Regions from separate parts of the Pan troglodytes genome. Here region 2 is linked to region 1. Evidence: chromatin contacts called from public Hi-C data. All regions are on one chromosome and are shown on one strand. Each heading gives the region's core, a stretch centred on a gene start, on an enhancer-like site or on the middle of the called end of the contact. The rest is flanking DNA. Distances are from core to core; before and after follow the strand shown.

Region 1 (5,196 bases), core at 745-3,244:
ATAATACTTTTATAATTTCTTACGCGTGTCTTTACTTTAATCTCTTAATCCTGTTATCTTCGTAAACTGAGGATATATGTCACCTCAGGACCACTCTGATAATTGTGTTAACTGTATAAATTGATTGTAAAACATGTGTGTTTGAACAATATGAAATCAGGGCACCAGAAAAGGAACAGAATAACAGCAATTTTTAGGGAACAAGGGAAGACAACCATAAGGTCTGACCACCTGCGGGGTCGGGCAAAAAGAGTCACATTTTTCTTCTTGCAGAGAGCCTATAAATGGACATGCAAGTAGGAGAGATATCGCTAAATTCTTTTAAGGAATATTAATATTAATACCCTGGGAAAGGAATGCATTCCTGGGGGAAGGTCTAAAACAGCCACTCTGGGAATGTCTGTCTTATGCAGTTGAGATAAGGACTGAGATACGCCCTGGTCTCCTGCAGTACCCTCAGGCTTATCAGGGTGGGGAAAAACTCCGCCCTGGTAAATTTGTGGTCAGACCGGTTCTCTGCTCTTGAACCCTGTTTTCTGTTGTTTAAGATGCTTATCAAGACAACAGGTGCACTGCTGAACATAGACCCTTATCAGTAGTTCTGCTTTTGCCCTTTGCCTTGTGATCTTTGTTGGACCCTTATCAGTAGTTCTGCTTTTGCCCTTTGCCTTGTGATCTTTGTTGGACCCTTGTCAGTGGTTCTGCTTTTTCCCTTTGTCCTGTTCCCTCAGAAGCATGTGCTCTTTGTTAGACCCTTATTAGTAGTTCTGCTTTTTGCCTTTTGAAGCATGTGATCTTTGTATCTACTCCCTGTTTTACACCCCTTCCCCTTTTGAAACCCTTAATAAATAAAAAACTTGCTGATTTGAGGCTCAGGTGGGCATCACAGTCCTACTGATATGTGATCTCACCCCCGGCTGCCCAGCTGTAAAAGTCCTCTCTTTGTACTCTTTCTCTTCATTTCTCAGCCGGCCAACATTTATGGAAAATAGAAAGAATCTATGTTGAAATATTGGGGGCAGGTTCCCCTGATAGAATAACAGAGTGAATGAAGGGGCTTGCTGGAGAAAGAACATTTTCTAAAGGGTGGATGGGTGGTAGGAGGTGGAAAGCGATGAAATCAGGTAAATTCTTGTAGGCCATGGTAAGGAATTTGACTTCTCTCTCAATGGGAAATCACTGAGGCCTTTTGAAACTAGAAGGAACATGATATGACTCAGATTAAAAGTATCAACTCTGCCTATGGCAAGGAAAGGTCAGAAGCGCAAGACAGTTGTTAGGTGGCTATGGCCAAAACCCAGGAGAGAAATGCTAGTAGTCTAGAGCAGGATCAAGCAGTGGTCAGATTTTGGACATATTATGTAGGCAAAGCCAGCAGGATATGCTTTGGAATTTAATCTGGGAGGCAGGACACACCAGAAAAAGATAAATTAAAAAGACTGTACGGTATAAAGGCAAATTCTTATACATTTTAATAATTAGCATAATTTAATCTTCAGGTAAAGTTTAAACATGTCAGAATTATAAGTGTCAGTTTTTTCTTCTCTATAGATATGTGAAAATCACCTAGACCTTGTAAATGATTGTGCTTCAGTTCTTTTTTTGCAGTGTTGTTATGTAGTTGATTCTAGGTTAAATGACAACGATGCTTGAGAATCTGAGTTTCTTTCAAAGCCTTTTGTTTATTCTCCTGCCAAAATCAAGTTCTTATTTTTGAAGGCAGCTTCTCTGAATTTCTCCTTATTTAAGAAAAATCTTCCTTTCAAGCTTGACAGCACCTCAACAGCTATTCGGCCTGGCCACTGCTTTGTTAACACTGCAGCTCACTTTTTAACTCATTTTGAATGTGGTCTGCATGTCAGCAGGAAAGTCCATTAAAGTCCATAACCTTAACCACTGTTCTTACTCCTGGGAAGGCTTGAGAGAGAACAGCCCTACTTATGAGCTCCTGTTTCACATCAGCATGACAGCTGAGCTGAGTTGCAGGGAGAAACTGAACGAAGGGTGTGGACAGAGCTGCATGATAAAAGGAAACTCTTCCTGGCTAAGGACACCAAGGCTCTCCCTGAGTCCATAAAAGGGATCATCACTACAATGTGAAGTAAAGGAAATGAATTAAACAGAAGATAGTGCTTCTTTTTATTTCTTTTTTAAAAATTTTTGTTCAAGTTTAACATATATACAAAAAAGGTGCACCAAATGAGTGTTCTGCTCAGTTTTCAAAAATTTAACCTGAATAATCAGCACTCAGAACAAGAAACTGTTACCAGCAACTCATAGCCCTTACACACTCTTCCAATTATTAACCACTCTCATGATAATCACTAGCCTGACTTCTAACATCATCAATTAGTTTTGTCTATTTTTTACCTCTATATAAAATAAATCATTCAGTATGTACTTACTTGAGTCCGGCTTCTTTGTGTTTATGAGATGAATACACATTATTCCATTACATTTTTAGTTCATTTATTCTCATCGCTGAACAATATTATACTTACTTATTATTGATCCATTCTCTAGTTGATGAGTACTTTGGCAGTTTACAGTGTGGGGCTACTAGAAGTAATGTTCCTATGAATGCTTCTGGTTTTTTTTTTTGTATATTTCTTCATATATACACATACAGGATTGGAATTGCTAGGTTATAGGGTTCAGGTAGATACTGCCAAACAATTTTCCAAAATGGTTGTACAAATTTATGTTACCAACAATAGTCTATGAGAGTTGAATTGCTCCACATTCTTGCCAACACTTGGTGTACCTTTTCATACTGTTACCCATATTTCTATTGGATATTGGTCTTTTCTTTTTGATTGTATAAGTACTTTATATTTCCAGATATAAGTTTCCTTGAGTTTCTCCAAATCTGTAGATTACCTATTTACTCTCTTATTGGCACCCTTTTGATGAACAAATTTTCTTAAATGTAATGAAGCACAATGTTATCAGCCCTTTTTTAACGTTAGTGTTTTATTAGTGCACAAGATCACATGAACATATTCACCTATGCTTTCTCCCAAGAGCATTATTTTTTCCTTTCACAATTAGATCTGCAACTCAGCTGTAACTGATGCTTGTGTGGTAAGAGTTAATATAATTATTTTTCATAGTACCCAAATGAATCAACATCCTCTATTGAGAAAACTACCTCTTCCTCTCAAAATTGCAAAGTCACCTTTGTCCTGAATCAGATAACCAGCAGGTCTGTTTCTAAACTCTTATTTTATTCCATTGGTCTATTTGTGTATTTTTATACCTATATAATGTTATAATTACTACAGCACTAATAACACATCTCAACATTTGATAATTAAGTCTTCCAGTTTTGTTCTTCTTCAAGATTGCTCTGGCTCTTCTTGGCCTTACAATCCACTAACATGCTATATGCTTCAGTTTATGGGCCTTTAATTTTCCTAAATAATATTCTGTGATTTTCTGGGTAAAGTTCTGACATATGTATCACGAAATTTTTCCCTAGACAGTCCTAATATCAAGAGGAAAGCTGTCAAAATTTCACTAGGAATTATAATTTTTGCTGCAGGCATTTTGCAACTAATCTTCACCAGAGTAAGATAATTACCTTCCATTTCTAGGTTGCTATGAAATTTTAATCATGAATAAATATTGAATTTTAATAAATACTTCTCTTGCACTACCAAGGTAGTCAGGTTTTTTTTCCTGTTTTCTGTTAACATGAGGAATTGTATCATCTGCTTTGTGAATATTTATGAACATTATGTGCTCTACATTTATTTTAAAAGCCGTCTATAATTTTCCTTTCTTATACTGTCCTAAATACGTTTGATATTAAGATTATGCTGGCCTTATAAAAAGAATTTGAAAGTTTTCTCTTTGATTCCACTCTCCGTAAGGGTTTGCATAAGGACTATATTTTAGAGAATTCACCAATAAAGCCATTTAGGCCTGGGGTTTTCTCTGTATGAGAGTTAATAACATTAAATTTAATTTTTTAATAGATCATGACTATTCAGATTTTCTAATTCCTCTTGTATCAATGTTGAATGACTTATATTTTTCCAGGAAATTGTCAACTTTACTCAAAACTTATTTGTAAAATTATTCATAACATCCTCTTTGTCTTACCATTGTCTGTGGGCTCTTCATCAAACAAATATTTGTCCTTTGTTTCTACCCTATTTTTTCCATTAGTTAAAAGTTTATCAATTACATTAATCTCTTCAAAGATCTAAATTTTACTTTATTAAATTTCTCTACTCTACAGATTCAATTTCAGTAATTTCTGCTCTTAATTACTTCATTTCTTCTACTTTCTCTAGGTTTGATTTTCTTTCTGGAGATGGAAATTCAGATCATTAACTTTTTTAATTCTTATTCCTATTTCCTAAATTTATATATGTACAGCTATAAAGTTTCCTCTGAGCATGGCTTAAGCTGGTTCTTGAAACTTTTGATATATTCTATCTTCATTAACATTCAGTCCAGTTTCTTTTCTAATTTTTGAGTTTCTTCTGTAATCCACGGTTATTTAGAGTAAGGTACTTAATTTGTAGGAAGTCGAGGCTTTTCTAGTTGTCCTTTTCTTTCACTTGATTTCTAACTGAATTCCACTATTGTTAGAGAACATAATCTCAATGATTCCAAGCTTTTGGAATTTTTTAAGGTTATATTTATGCCCCAGCATTTGGCCAATTTTGACAAATGCTACATATTCTATTGATAGTTTGGTGCACAATTAGGACAACTTTACAAATTGCTTTGTTCAGATCTTCTATACACTTCATGAGATTTTGTCTTCTTCATTAAGCAAGATTTAAGAGGGATGTCTTAAAGTCTCCTGCTGTAACTGTGAATATGTTCATACCTCTTCTGAGTTCTGTGTTTTCTTTGTTTAGTTTATGGCTTTATTTATTTTCAAACTATGTTATTAAGGATGAAATAGACTTAGGATTATGATATATTTAAGGTGGACTGGTCCCTTTGGCATTATGAAATGCTCCTTTTCACTTCTAGTAGTCCTTTTTGCCTTAATGCTTTATTTGAAATTACTGTATCTACACCAGCTTTCTTTTTCCATCCTTTCAACATTTTGATGTCCTTATATTTAAAGTATGCATTTTTTAAGCTACACGTGGTGGTGGTAGTTGTTTTTCATGAAGTCTGAGGATCTTAGACTTTTACTAGGTTTATTTAATCTTTTTGTATTTAATTTAA
Region 2 (5,196 bases), core at 1,886-4,385, 120 kb before region 1:
TATGTTTAAAAGAATGCAAAGGACTTGCTAAACATAAAAAAGACAAGAAAAGGGGGAGGGGGGAATCTATTTTTATCAACACAATGCCAAAAGAGATGTACCAATGTTTTTACTAAAATTAAACTTTTTTTTTTTTAACAGTTAATCTTGGGTGCCATAGCAACACAGCCTTTAAAGCTTGGTTTTGCTCAGTGAATAAATCAGACCAAGTCATTTTTCAGCAGTTTAATTCCAGTCACCAGATCACTGCAATTTTACTAATAAAGCACAGCAGAAATAAATGTTCTATACTATCATCATTAGGGAAATGTAATCAGAAATTTGTTAATTGAACCCCATTAGTAAATTTATCTTTGTACTCTCAAAGTTTAATAATTGAACAAATTAACAAAGCAAACAAGTTTCTGGCAGGAATATCTGACCTAAGTAAGAAAAAATTGCTTGAAATTGCTCTATTATTTATATGCAGATGATTTTTGCTAGCATGATGAGTTCAAACTATTCATTAAAACACATCTAGCAATTGTAATTATTGTTTGTATCCAATGGAAATCAAATTCAGAATTCAAAATATACTTTTCTACTATATTTACCCTATGGTTCAACTTTAAATTTGGTTAGTATTTTATACAAAGAAGCTTTTCAGACTGAATGTCTTAATTTGCATGCACACATTTTCACATTCAAATTTCAAGAACTGGGAGACATTTCAGAATTAGGGGAAAAATACACATGCCTCCTTTTTTACTCCCATAATTGGGTAAATGGTATGCTGATAAGATGAGCCCAGTTTTATACCTATTTTCACAAAGTACATATTACATGCTCAGTATAGACAAATTTCTAATAAATCTGATAAAACCATTGATCCATTAATGAAGAGGTAGTTAGTGACTGGAATCTGGTTCTGGATACTTTCATAGTTAAGTATAAAATATAAAATTAAAAATGCTCAGAGATACTATTTATTAATAAACAGGTAAACTAAATGTATATAGTTCATATAAAAAGCTATTAGTCACATATTTTGTTTAGATGAACCAGGGCATTTACTTAATAATTTTTATCTACTTACTTGGGGCTAAACTACATAAATTCAATCATGTCCCTCAATTAGGAATTACAGGCTACTAGAGATACAGGAGTTTGTGTATTTGTCATACACCAAAGATAATGACTTATATAAGCACCCATGGACACGCAAACAATTCCGTGCATAATTGGCACATCCCATCCTGGCGGAAATCCAGAGAAACAACATGGAGGCATATAGAAAAAAATGTATTTGCTCATATGCCTGTTTTAAAAAAGGAATATGTGCATGTGTACAAAGAACAAAAAAACCCAGCTATTTAGTTACCCAGACTAAATAGTAACCACACAGATATTATTTAATTATAAATAAAAATAGCTATTTATATAGTCTCCTTTAATCCTTTCAACAACTTTATGTAGTAGTAAAGACAAGAAACTGAAGCTGGGAGAGGTTAAGTGAGGTGACCACTATCACACAGGTGTACAACATTTGTTGGTATATGCACCAAGTCTCCTGGTTAATTTTAGGTGCACTGCATAAGACTTCAGATTTAAGTTTTCGTAAAAGTCTTGCTTGGATACAAGGGGAATTCTGTACTTAGTGCTATTATTGTACCTATGAAAAAGAAACTAGTAGAATTATCTGCATGTTTATGTCAAGTCCAATAAGGATTTTAAAAACATTTATAAAAAGCTTAGCCGTTTAATTCCTTTTTGGGGGAGCCAGGGGGTCGGTCATTGGGGAATACAGGATCTCTTTAATCAGAGTTACAGTAGGTTCTGTACGAATTTGTAATTTTTTTTTTTTTTCTTTTTAGTGCTTGCTGGGAAGATGAGCAAATAAGAGGAAGGATGGACACGGGTGGAACTTTCTGATTAATTCCTAGCCGTTTGCCTGCATGCAGGGCATGAGCTGCCACTTGAGTTCTAAAACTGGTTTTGAATTCTGATTTGAACCTGATTCTGACTTGAGATTTGATGGTGAACCTATGGTAGGATGTAAGTTTGAAGGTTTTTTTTTTTTTTTTTCACTATAAGGGTAAAAAAAATCATCAGAGTGCTTCATCAATAAATTAAACTTGTTCCCTCTCATTTATTTCCTTATTTATGGCTAGACAAATTTAGGTAACTAAGTAATTTGATTAAAATGTGACAACTTTTTGACAGATTAGAAAATATTTTACATAAACATAGTTTACAAGTTTTATCCTAGCCTTAACTTAAACTGGAATATAAAATTTAACCTCTCCTCTCAGTATTTTACAGCTATTCTCCACAGTTAATTCACTTTGTAGAACTCTAATACTAAAGAACAAACTTCAGGAGTATTTAAAGAAATGTCTCGAGTATAAAATTAAATTCATTTTTTTCTTTGCAATTAAAGCAACACATACCAGAACAAGCCATTGCAATTAAATTAACCTTAAAATGTAAATACAAGTGCAGTATAGGATCTCACTGTCTCAGACTGCACTCTCCAGCTTCAAGTGGTGGTTATTGGCACAGCCCTCACGGCTGGCACTGGGGTGTTTATTAAAGAGCTGTGGGCTCTCATGAGAGGTGTAAAGCTAGTTGTACACACATAAGCGCCATCAAGCAGACATGGGCACATGCAGATGGATCAGTCCCCTTGCACAGGTCTCAGTTGTCTGAGACAAGCATTTCAGTCATCCCTGCGAAGCATAGCTTTTAAAAACTCTTTAAAAAATTACATATGCATATAATACATCTGGGTTTACGGTGCATTAAATTTCATCATTTTCAATTCCTAGTCCCCCCCAAATGAGCATGCTTACAATTGACATAACAAATAACCAACCCCCAAGGATTTTCTTTAGGTTTCTTCAAATGCTAATTATGTAGCAAATCTAATTAAGCTCAAGTGAATCACTTCAGCAGTAGGTACTTTGGTTACTTCATAAATGCCAAAAGGGATGAGAAGTGTCTATTCTCCCTCCAAAGCAGTCATGCTGTGTGCCAAACTGATAACGGTTAAACACAGCTGCAGAGCAAATGTTGAGTTTTGGTCCTGTAAATACAGTGTTCACACATCAACCTGTGCTGTGAGTGATGTAGAATTCAGAACAACCGACTGCAGATTGGCTCATGTTACATGAGTATTATAGATGAGTGCTGTTTCACCCAGCACAGCTTGAGCAGATTTTGACGGGCCATGAAAGTTCCCTCCACCTAAGAATATATACTGAAACTCTAAAAACCCCAAATATTGATAAATTTATTGGATCAACATCTGGTTGAAGTGGTTTGCTTTTAAGCTCCATAGCTCACAAGAATAAAAGTATAAAGGTCATTTTGTGTGTCTGAGAACACATTTATGGAATGGTTAACACAAAAATCTATTATTTAATGTCATCCCTGAAGAAATATATGCTGTCTTTATTATAAATGTTTTTCCTTTAATTCCAGTAGGTAAAAGTGCAAAACAAACCTATAAGCAAATCTAAGCTAAAATAAACTCTTTTTATTTTGGAAACTCAATTTCCATGGAAGGAAATCCTTTTCAGAGGGGCTCTCTCAACCGGGTGGGTTGCCGGATGCTTAAGGCCATGACTGCATTCCCTCCAGAGGCTGTTAGATCACTATGGCAACTAACTTTTCCCTATCAATAAGCAAGAGCTACAAACGCTAATATTCTGAAAAAGCCATTTCCTTTTCTGTGGCATTAACAATATAACCTAGTTTCAAGATAGAAATATACCTCTTTTTGTGCAAAACGATTATCTTTGCTGGTAATTACTAGAATTCAGCTTTGCAAATAAATGCAAAAATAGCAAAATCAGCCATTGTACTTCAGTTTCAAAACAAGGTAAAATTTGTGACATAGTAATCTAAGGATGGTACAGCTAAAGTGGGTTGGGTGTGTAGGTCTGGGCAGAAAAAAAATTGGGTATTTCAGGAGCAAATGGCATATGAGAAGGAAAACTGACAAGAAAACAACACATGCTTCCATGTTGCTCTTGGAGTTTCTTAAAAGAAGCACACATTTCAACAGTTATATTTCATACCTGTAGTTGTTTCTAGATATCTAATTCTTACTGTGTAGGGTAACAAATAAATTGACATTTTCCAAATTAAATACATATCCTTCCTATTTAGGGAGATATTTGCCAGCTTTGTCTTCACTGGTTCGAGTATCAACAGCTAAATCTCTTAAATGGTGTCTCATTTTAGGTATGCAAAAACATCGCCAAGTATCACATACACAGATTTACAAGCCCAAATGGATCAGAGGTACAATGACTGACATGGAGCAGGCATCAGTAAATATTTGTGAATGCATAAATATAGATTAAACAAACAATTCCAGTTTGTATTTCTATTCTGTTTCATCCTGGAGTATTAATGAGCTTTGTTACTGATGAGGCCAAATATATATATATGTCAGCAAAGACAGGAAGTAGGGTGTGGATGCTTTTACTTCTTAGCAATTCCTGAACCTTCAACTCATCCACTAGATGCCACACTGGTGCCATTTTGATCATGTCCCTTTCCTAGATAAAAGGTTTTCCTGGTTCCCCAAAGTTTATTCTTTATCTCTATTTTCTCCACAAAGCCCAGTAAAGACATGCACATGCCTGCCTTCATACCAAAGCTTTTTTTTTTTTTATAAAATCACCTTGACACAAGCCTCTCTCTTCTCAAACTCTTGTTTTCCTACACCCGGCTATCTTCACATTCTACTTTTCAAAGTCAGCTCAAATGCCCTTCTCCAGGAGCCTTTAGGATGTTGGTACTGATCTTTTTTAAAATGCATTCATGTTTCAATCACTTATTAATATGTGAGTGTCCACAATGTCCCTATCCTCATAGAGTTTTATGTTTTAGTGGGGGGAAGGTGTTTGAGGAGTGCTAAAAAGGAAGTAAGTACGGGGTCTGTGATAGAGACTAACAGGGAGCTCTGAGTTGCACAGTATGCTCAGGAAAGGGCTTTCTAAGGTGGTGTCATTTGAGAAGGAGAAACCAGATCTGCAAAGAACCCAGGAGAAGCACTCCTGCCAGGTCACACAACAAGTACAAAGCTAGGAATGCAGAAAGGAGCCTGGTGAGACCCAGTTATTGAGAGAAGGCCTATGAAAGGGCAGCACCAGCCCAGGGAGGAGGGGGAGACACCCAAAGGGGGACAATGGAGCAGTAGGAAGA

Evidence for each region. A called contact is a pair of places that touch in the nucleus more often than the background predicts.
Region 2: a Hi-C map of induced pluripotent stem cells shows a contact between it and region 1, with 2.2 times the contacts expected there. The contact joins two enhancer-like sites. A contact is called at or near these places in 2 of 7 Hi-C or Micro-C datasets (induced pluripotent stem cells and stem cell-derived neural progenitor cells).

What each region holds. Positions count from the first base shown.
Region 1 is chr5:92,226,694-92,231,889 of NHGRI_mPanTro3-v2.0_pri, reverse strand. The region is part of intron 8 of BCKDHB (branched chain keto acid dehydrogenase E1 subunit beta); the gene reads right to left. Among named protein-coding and RNA genes, the nearest start is that of BCKDHB, 100 kb to the right of the region's middle. Within about 2 kb of position 1,994, at least 2 of the 24 cell types and tissues checked have an H3K27ac peak or open chromatin away from gene starts, as enhancers often do. A contact at or near this core is called in induced pluripotent stem cells, where this site is marked.
Region 2 is chr5:92,348,505-92,353,700 of NHGRI_mPanTro3-v2.0_pri, reverse strand. The region is part of intron 10 of BCKDHB (branched chain keto acid dehydrogenase E1 subunit beta); the gene reads right to left. Among named protein-coding and RNA genes, the nearest start is that of BCKDHB, 230 kb to the right of the region's middle. Within about 2 kb of position 3,135, at least 6 of the 24 cell types and tissues checked have an H3K27ac peak or open chromatin away from gene starts, as enhancers often do. A contact at or near this core is called in induced pluripotent stem cells, where this site is marked.